Linked DNA regions of Mus musculus: region 2 is linked to region 1. Evidence: chromatin contacts called from public HiChIP or PLAC-seq data. All regions are on one chromosome and are shown on one strand. Each heading gives the region's core, a stretch centred on a gene start, on an enhancer-like site or on the middle of the called end of the contact. The rest is flanking DNA. Distances are from core to core; before and after follow the strand shown.

Region 1 (3,979 bases), core at 869-3,368:
GAAATAAGGAAGCCAAGTAGAAAGAAAAAGACAATATACTGGGGAAAGTCACCTTGTAATGTGAGGTGGAAGAAAAGTACAGCCAAAAAAAAAAAAAAGAAAAAAAAGAAAAAAAAAAAAAAGAAAAAAATAATCAAAAACAAAACAAAAAAAAAGAAAAAAAGAAGAAAAAAACAAAAAAAAAGAAAAGAAAAGAAAAGAAAAAGAAAAGTACAGCCAGCCAGCAGTGTCTGTGGGTTCCCTGTCAGTGCATCCACTGTCCCACGGATCAAAACATACTCAGAAACCACTAATGTACGGAACACATGGCAGATGTCCTTACTCTCTGAACAATGCGATATAACAACTATTCACATGCCATGCACATTACATTAGATAGTATTAGCAGTCTAGAGATAATTGGAAATACACAGTAGGAAGCCACTGTGAAGATGATTAAGTGCCATTCTGCTAAAAGGAAAAAAGAAAAAAAAATCATCTTGGGTTCTTTTTGTCTCACAAGCTTCCAATTCAACACTATCAGGTCAAATTTAATGATCTACCTTGAAGGACGGTGGTAGCCTACACCTTTAATTCCAGCACTTGGGAGGCAGAGGCAGGTAGGTAGGTCTCTGAGTTCAAGGTCAGTTTGGACTTCAAAGTGAGTTCTAGGACAACCAGGGCTAGACAGAGAAACCCTGTCTCAAAAACAAAACAAAACAAAATTTCTCAGGGTGTTTGGTTTACCTTTAATTAGCTGCTGTAAATATTTCAGAGCCAACTTTGGGAAGCATTTATCTAGAAAATAGTTTTCTTTCTTTGTCTCTCTTTCTTTCTTTCTTTCTTTCTTTCTTTCTTTCTTTCTTTCTTTCTTTACCAGAATATAAGCTATGTTTAGGGTGTCATTTTCCTAGCAGGCTGGATCATGTTCCCTGAGCTCTAAACTTGGGTCATCTGGACAACATTAGCCAGAGCCCACCCTCATTATGTTGATTAGTGACTTATTGAGCATCATTTTAACATACTATACCATTGAGGCCTGCAGAGTCTGCATTGCCCAATGCAAGCTCTATGGGTGAATGTGGGTCTCCAGAACTCACAAATGCACACACACACACACACACACACACACGTTTGTGTGAACATATGCATCTATGTTTGAGAGCCAGTGATGTTTACACATTATCCTCCTATAGGCAGTGGATGCACTTTTTTCCTCCATTTTTAGGAAAACAAGCTAAAAAAAAAAAAAAAAAAAAAAAAAAACAAACCAAAACCGAATGCCAGACAAATGAAAACCAGACTTCAGCAGTTACATGCTGCTTCCTGAGTAACTAAAGAATGTGCTTCTTGTGGTTAAAATGAGAGATCTGTTTAATATGGATGAAATACCAACACCCCGGGCATTTTTATTGACATTTCACTGTGACTTTTTGAACTTAGGAGTGCTGACACGAAAACCTATTCTTTCTGCTCTGGGAAGCCTGCAGTTGGGATTGCAGAGAGCCAGGGAGAAAGAGGTAGCAGGCAATGCTTCTCTCTCTCTCTCTCTCTCTCTCTCTCTCTCTCTGTGTGTGTGTGTGTGTGTGTGTGTGGTTGCGAGCGCGCACGCATTTTTACTCTGTTTTCACCAACACTGCTGCAGAACTCCGCCTTGAGAGCATGTTAGAAAAACCCATTCTAAAACCATCATTTCTCTTGCTCCGGCCTTGCTTACTCCATCAGAGAGAAAAAAATGTTCGCTGTGAGCATTTGTAAACACGCCCCCAGCCCCAAAGTCAAGGGGCACTAGTGCACTTTGGAAACGGTTTCCAAAGCGACTAAGTAGAGAGCCCTATGGCACCCAGGTTACATTTGAAAACAGATCCAACGTTGTAAGAGTCCAGGATAGCTTCTTTGCGATTCTCTGTTCTCTTTGCGTTAGCTGTTCTAGGTTCTGGGACAGCCCTGGCGTCTGGCAGCAGACGGGAGAGACATGCTGTTTTGTTTAAATCCTCCACATTCTTTGCCATTTCCCCATTGGCCGGATGGGGCTACCCTCCCCGCCGCGGCCGCTGCTGATGTCAGCCTCGTCGCTCTCGCTCCTCCCGCACCCACCTCCCTGCCCCAGGCACACTGCAGCTCGGCGCGGACTCTCCAGTCGCGGCGAGGTGGCTGCAAACTCACGGGCACGCACGGCGCTCTCAGAGCCGAGGGACTCGGGGGAGGGGACGCGCGCAAGCCGCTGGCAGCCAACCGCCTAGGTTGAAGACACCCGGGGCCCAGAGCAGGGCAGAGCCTTGGCGGCTGCGGCTTCCCTTTTCTCTCTCAGCTGAGCTCCGGAGAGACTCGGGGACTGGCCCTAAAAAAGAGCAGGAAATCTTGTTTACCGCCCGGGGAGAGGAGCCCATCGAGCCTTTGTTTGGAAAGTCAGCATCGCCTGCTCCCGCGGCAATGTGTTCCTGGTGACATTAACCCACGGTAGACGGGTAGGAGAAAAAGGGGGCTCGCCAGGTTCAGCTCTGCTTTCGGAGGAGGATCCAGAGGAGACTTTTGTGCGTTTGTTTGAATTTGTGGAAATCCCTTTTCCTCCTCCTTTTGCCTCTCTTGCCCGCCGCCGGGCATGTCCTGATCTGGTGGCCGCGCCTACCAGCCCGGGGCTGCTGATCCGAGCTGTCTCCCGCGGGTCTCCCTCCCTCAGTGCCTGACTTTGCAATACCGAGAGGGCTGATCTCTGCGAGGAAGGAGGCGGGGGAGTCACAGACACCGGGACCCGAAGCTTGACATGCTCCGGGGCGGACCGGAGGCAGTTAGGAGCTGAGCGCACCACCGGGGCTGCTTCGCTTGCCGGTTCCCAGCGTCTTTGCCCTCCTCTGGGCTCCAGCCTTGCTCATCTGTTGGGACGCCCCCTTCTTTCCCGAGGTCTGCGGCCGGCAGGAACATGCTGCTCAAGGAGTACCGAATCTGCATGCCGCTCACCGTGGACGAGGTAGGCACCGCGCCCGGCCTCGCCCGCTCCGGGTCCCCAGCCGCCACCACTCGGCCGGCGGGTCCACTGCGTGCGGCGGGGAAACCCTGGCGCCCAAACCTGGAGGCTGGAGGGGGAGGAGGCAGGGGATTCGCTGTTCCCACTCGTCACCCCAGCAGAGGAAAGGCGGCGTGGGGGTGGGGCGGGGGAGTCCAGGTGAGCTCTTCGGGGACATCTAGAATCAGATTCCTGGGGACCACAATGCGTCACAGGGAGCTGTTGCGCCCCCTCCCTCCAATTAAGCAAATGCACAGAGTATAAGAGCCCAAGCATGCTCTGCAGCCGGAGTATCGGGGTAACCGGCCGTGGTGGTAGCCACTGTCCCCATGTCCTCTTTACAAGGTGGGCTTGCAGGGACAAATTCCGCGCGGGTGGGATCTGCAGACCAGAGTCCCGCCTTGGGGGCATGTGGGAGGCCTGGAGAGGGTCCGTTTAGAACCCGACTTCTTGTCGCCTCCGGTCTAGGCGCTGGCTCCTGCCCAGCCGAGCATCCAGGCTCCCTCCGCGATCTGGATTGTCCTTTGCTGACCGCCTGGCTCGGAAACTTTCTGCGTGTCTCGTTCCTTCCGCGGCGGGGAGCGTGGTCTTAGGAAGAGCCCCAGTGGTGGGGCCTGCGGCGCGGCCACCGGAGGGCGCTCCAGGCCGTCAGGCCGGGCCCTCCTGGCTCTGAGTATCGGGGCTGCAGGGTGGGGGGCTCCCCGCTCAAGGGCTCGGCCTCCACGCGCAGGTCAGCTTGCATTCTTCCGATTCCTTCTCCGCCCCCCGTCCCCCCTATCCGCGAGCTCCGCCATTGAGGAAACAGTGACTCAGTGAGGGTCACTCCGGCCCGGGCTTCCTTTTCGTTCCCCTTTCTCCCCACCTCTTTGGATATTTCATAAGTGCTTTGCGTCTGTCCAGGGACACACAGCCAGAACATGAAGCCAATCAAGGCAATTTGGGAAAGACTCCTGTGGTTTGATGTGGCAACAAATGAAATCAGCGATCCACGACGTA
Region 2 (3,979 bases), core at 529-3,028, 2.0 Mb before region 1:
CATCTTTAAAACGTGTCTTAAAATCGTGCCATTTCCAGCCAGGCAGAGCGTATTGTGCCTGTAGTCACAGCTACAGTGCAGGATGAGGCTGGTGGACGGGTTGAAGCTAGGCGGTGCAGACCAGTTACAGACAGACCTTGGTTAAGAAAAAGAAGCCTGCGACAGGCGGTGGTGGTGCACGCCTTTAATCCCAGCACTCGGGAGGCAGAGGCCAGCCTGGTTTCAAAGCTGTCTTGAAAAAACCAAAAGAAAAAGAAAAAAGAACCCTGCGATCCCATCACTTTGGAGGCCGAGACAGGAGGATCTTCAGTTTTAGGTTAGTCTTGGCTTGGCTAGTGAGATCGTGTTTTTTAAAAACAAACAAACCAGGATTTGGGGGGGGGGGGGTCAAATATAAGTTTGAAGCCAGCGTGGACTACACCTGTCTGGGATGGGGTAAAGGTTTAATTATTCCCACAAATTTGCCAGTTATTATTCAGTGGTAGCCTGGCTGGACTACAGTGACCAGAGTAACACACTCTGCACCAATACACCTGCCTCCTCACTTAGCCACACCAGAGCCTATTGACAGCACTGGGTGACTGCATTCCCAAATCCTGGGGGAAATGACAGAGCAAGGAAAGGTTTTTATTAAAATTTTGAACCGGTGCTCCTCCCGGTGGGTGGCGACCCTTCAGGCACACTCCCAAAGTAGGTTCTCTGCAGTTTCTAACATCAGAAAGACAATCTCTGAGCCACAATCAACCGACGTGGGTTGCCTAAGTCTGAGGGGGGAAGGGGGGGGAATGCAGAGGAACAGGGCTTTTGCTGTGAGGCAGTACCCAGTTTTTCTCCAGAGGTGTGAGATGGAGTCCAGGAAACCAACTTTGCGCCCCCTCTGGCTCTGAACAGTCCCTAATCCTCAGACACGCGCTGTCCTCAGGAATAACTCGGGCTTCTCCGGAAGCATCCATTTAGTTCATAGTGACCTTTGGGATCAGGGGGCTTGGAGGTTTGGGGGTCTCGATCCCCCCAGAAGCCTCCTGGGGGGGGGGGGGGTTAAGGCTGCCGTGCACCTGTGCTCACGCCGCCTCCCGCCTAGGCGGGTGCGCGCGCACGGAGAAGCGGAGATGCTGACTCAGCCAGGCTTCTCCCATCTCTTTCGCGCAGCGCGGATGCTGGCGGCTGGTGGCTGCTGCGGCTGCAAACAAGGCAGCACGGGGAGGGGAGGCGGGGGAACACGACAGTGCACCGGCAGCAACCCAGCCGCGGGCTCCTTAGGGCCCATTGCGGCACTTCCCCCCGCATGCCCGGAAGGGGAACTGGCGGGGCGCGCGAGTTGACGAAATTTGGGGGGGAAGTGGTCTCTAGAGGAGGAACTCGGGATCCCGCGCGTGCTCCGCTCACACCCAAACTGGAAGGAACCTGTTCAGTCCGGGACCAGGGACGCGCGGGACCAGCCCAAACGCGCGCCTCCCCTGCCCTCCCAACCCCCCCTCCCCAGCCTCCTCACTGGCTCCCCAAATCCTCAGGGCGCGGGCGGACCCGGGAGCTGCGCTCGGAGAGGGGGTGCAGGGGCGCACTCGGTCGCCCCGGGCTCGATCGCGCTCCCGCTCGCACTGCAGCTAAGTGCCGGGGTCCGATCGGGCCGGGATCACACGGGCACGCGCGGATGAGGGGATGAGGGCGTCGGGCCAAGGACCCCAGAGGCGTCGGCGGGGATGGGCGACCCGCGATGACAGCGCGGTTACCTTCCGTGACCCCCAGCCCCGGCAGCCGGCAGGCGGGGCGCGTGCCTTGCGCGGCCCCGATCCACGTGGGCCCGCGCGCGCGCACCAGGCCGGCCCCCTCCTTGCAGGCGCTCGGCGCTCCCAGCACATGGTCGGCGGCGCGCCCCCGAGGCCGGCGGAGACCGGCTGCAGCCGGTATAGGATAAGAGATAGGCAGAGAGAAGCGGGGCCGGGGCGCGGGCGGCGGCACGCACGGCCCGGGAGGAGGCGACAGGGTTGGGGGGCGGGGGGAGGGTGTGGCTCGGGTGGCCGAGGCTGGCGTGGGTTGGGGGCCAGGGTACTCCAGGCTCCCCGCCCGGAGCCAACTTGATAGAGACTCTGGCCCACGCCCTAAGGGGTTAAACCTTTTTCTCATGTTACGGAGCGGTTTATAAGAAGGCTCCGGAGGCCCAGCCTCCGCCTTATTGGGTGCCTTTTGGGGTTTATTCTCTTCCCTTCTAACTTGGTGAGTTGGTTTTATTATTTTACACGCTTAAAAGTTTGATTGTGGGGTATGGGTGTTTGTTTGTTTGTTTTTTAATATGTGTTGGGGCCTTTTTTTTTTTTTTAAGGGCGGGGAGGAGGAAAGCTTTTAACATTTTAAAGAGGTTAATCCGAAAAATATTCTGACAGTTGGGAGTGTTCGGAGCCACTGGGATGACGCGCTCGGGCAGTTGTGGGCAACTGAGAGTTGAATGTCCATGACCCTAAGTATAGATGGGTTCCAGGAAATACCTTAAAGGGTGCCCTGGCCTTTGATCGTCCCCAACCCGGGGTGAAAGGAGCCAGGCTGTGAGGCGAGTCCGGCGACCGTCTCAGACCCTCTCTGGATTTTCCTCATGAAGTTGCCGGCGCGTCAGCAGAGCGAAATGTCAGAGAGGTACCTTCCTTCCCCGGGCTCGCGCGCGCACCCAAGGCGGCCACTGAGGCAGCACGAGGGAAAAGTGGAACTTCGGGTCTCCATCCCTGTTACCCCCCTCCCCAGGGCGGTCCCGGAGAGAGACAGATTTCCCTTCGGAGCGTGGGTCCCACACCTTGCCGGGCTGCACTGTCACCCGCTTGCTGCCTGCTGGTCGGTCCCGCACAACTTCCAAGGTCCGCCGGGCTACCAGCGGCAGCAAAGTGTCGTGCAGCTGAACGGCTCCAGGCGTGGGGGGAGAATGATTTTAAAGAGGAAATAGGTTAATTTCCTTCTGGGTTGTTCTCAATCCCTGCACCGCAGCAGACAAGTGATAGAAGTTTGTTAGATGGCGTGTAAAAATGTCATCGAACAACAGGGTAGGGGGGAAGATCGTAGGAATTGAGGAACCCATTACAACTCCTTAACCTGGAAGCTGGTGGTTTGTACAGCTAGGCACTGTGCTGGCTGCTTTTGACGGGAAGGGGATTTCTACCTTAGGATTGAGATTTCAGCCTCTGGTGATCTGACTGGTTTTTTTTGTTTGTTTGTTTGTTTGTTTGTTTTGTTTTGTTTTTTTTACAAACCATTCTGATGAGTGTCTAGCTACAAGAAAGTGCCAGTTCCTATACTAAGGTCTTCCCGTGTGCCAAGCACTGTTAGGTGGCTCGGGGGTTGGGGAGAATACAGTGGTGAAACACCTTTCCTGGTAATTAAGGGACCAGCGGCACCCGGCACCGTCAAAGATAGAAACTGACAGTATGTAAATAAACAATGCAGTCAAGTGGAAAACTGGTCTTAATGAGTACCACTGGCCCTGAGTTTTCCTTCTGCGGTTTCCAGAAACAGGACTTTTCCTCAGTGGAACTCCAGAGGAAGACACTTAAATTAGGGGCTTGGGTTTCAACTCGATGGTCTTGCAAACCGGGTGAATAGCTTGTAGCCAGTGATTCATTCAAACGTGGCTGAGGCCGTTTAGCAGGTTAGAGTTGGGGAAGTTTTGTTTTTTATAGAGAGAATTCAAACGAACTTCCCACACACACATGCAGACTGGTCCAGACAACTGAGGCTAGAGACAACTTGTCAGAAGCTGTATACTCCGGTCTACATCTTGAAGGAGCTTCGAAGTGCCTCTGTTCTGCTGACACCAGCAGCCGCCAGCTCATTGCCTTCTAAGCTTGTCTTTTGAACTTCGCCCAGAACTGACCCTAGACTAACCCCAGAGACTGTATGATAATCCAGTATCTTTATGTCTTTTTGCCAAATCCTTACAACAAATTAAATCACAGTGAATGTCCCAGGTAATTATAAATCTCCAAGTCCTGTAGGACAC

The links. HiChIP or PLAC-seq counts read pairs in DNA pulled down with a chosen protein or histone mark.
Region 2: an H3K27ac HiChIP or PLAC-seq map of embryonic stem cells shows a contact between it and region 1, with 7 times the contacts expected there. The contact joins the promoter of Arsg here to the promoter of Pitpnc1 in region 1. A contact is called at or near these places in 1 of 39 promoter capture datasets (embryonic stem cells), 3 of 115 datasets of contacts at active chromatin or transcription factors (astrocytes, embryonic stem cells and extraembryonic endoderm stem cells) and 1 of 9 other capture datasets (pancreatic islet).

Annotation. Positions count from the first base shown.
Region 1 is chr11:107,468,859-107,472,837 of GRCm38.p6, reverse strand. It overlaps Pitpnc1 (phosphatidylinositol transfer protein, cytoplasmic 1), which reads left to right and starts at 2,118. Exons shown (of 9, transcript NM_001359616.1): 1 at 2,118-2,947. The coding sequence starts at 2,900.
Region 2 is chr11:109,471,173-109,475,151 of GRCm38.p6, reverse strand. It overlaps Arsg (arylsulfatase G), which reads right to left and starts at 1,778. Exons shown (of 14, transcript NM_028710.3): 1 at 1,731-1,778. Slc16a6 (solute carrier family 16 (monocarboxylic acid transporters), member 6) reads left to right here and starts at 1,554. Exons shown (of 6, transcript NM_001029842.2): 1 at 1,554-1,904. The coding sequence starts at 1,660.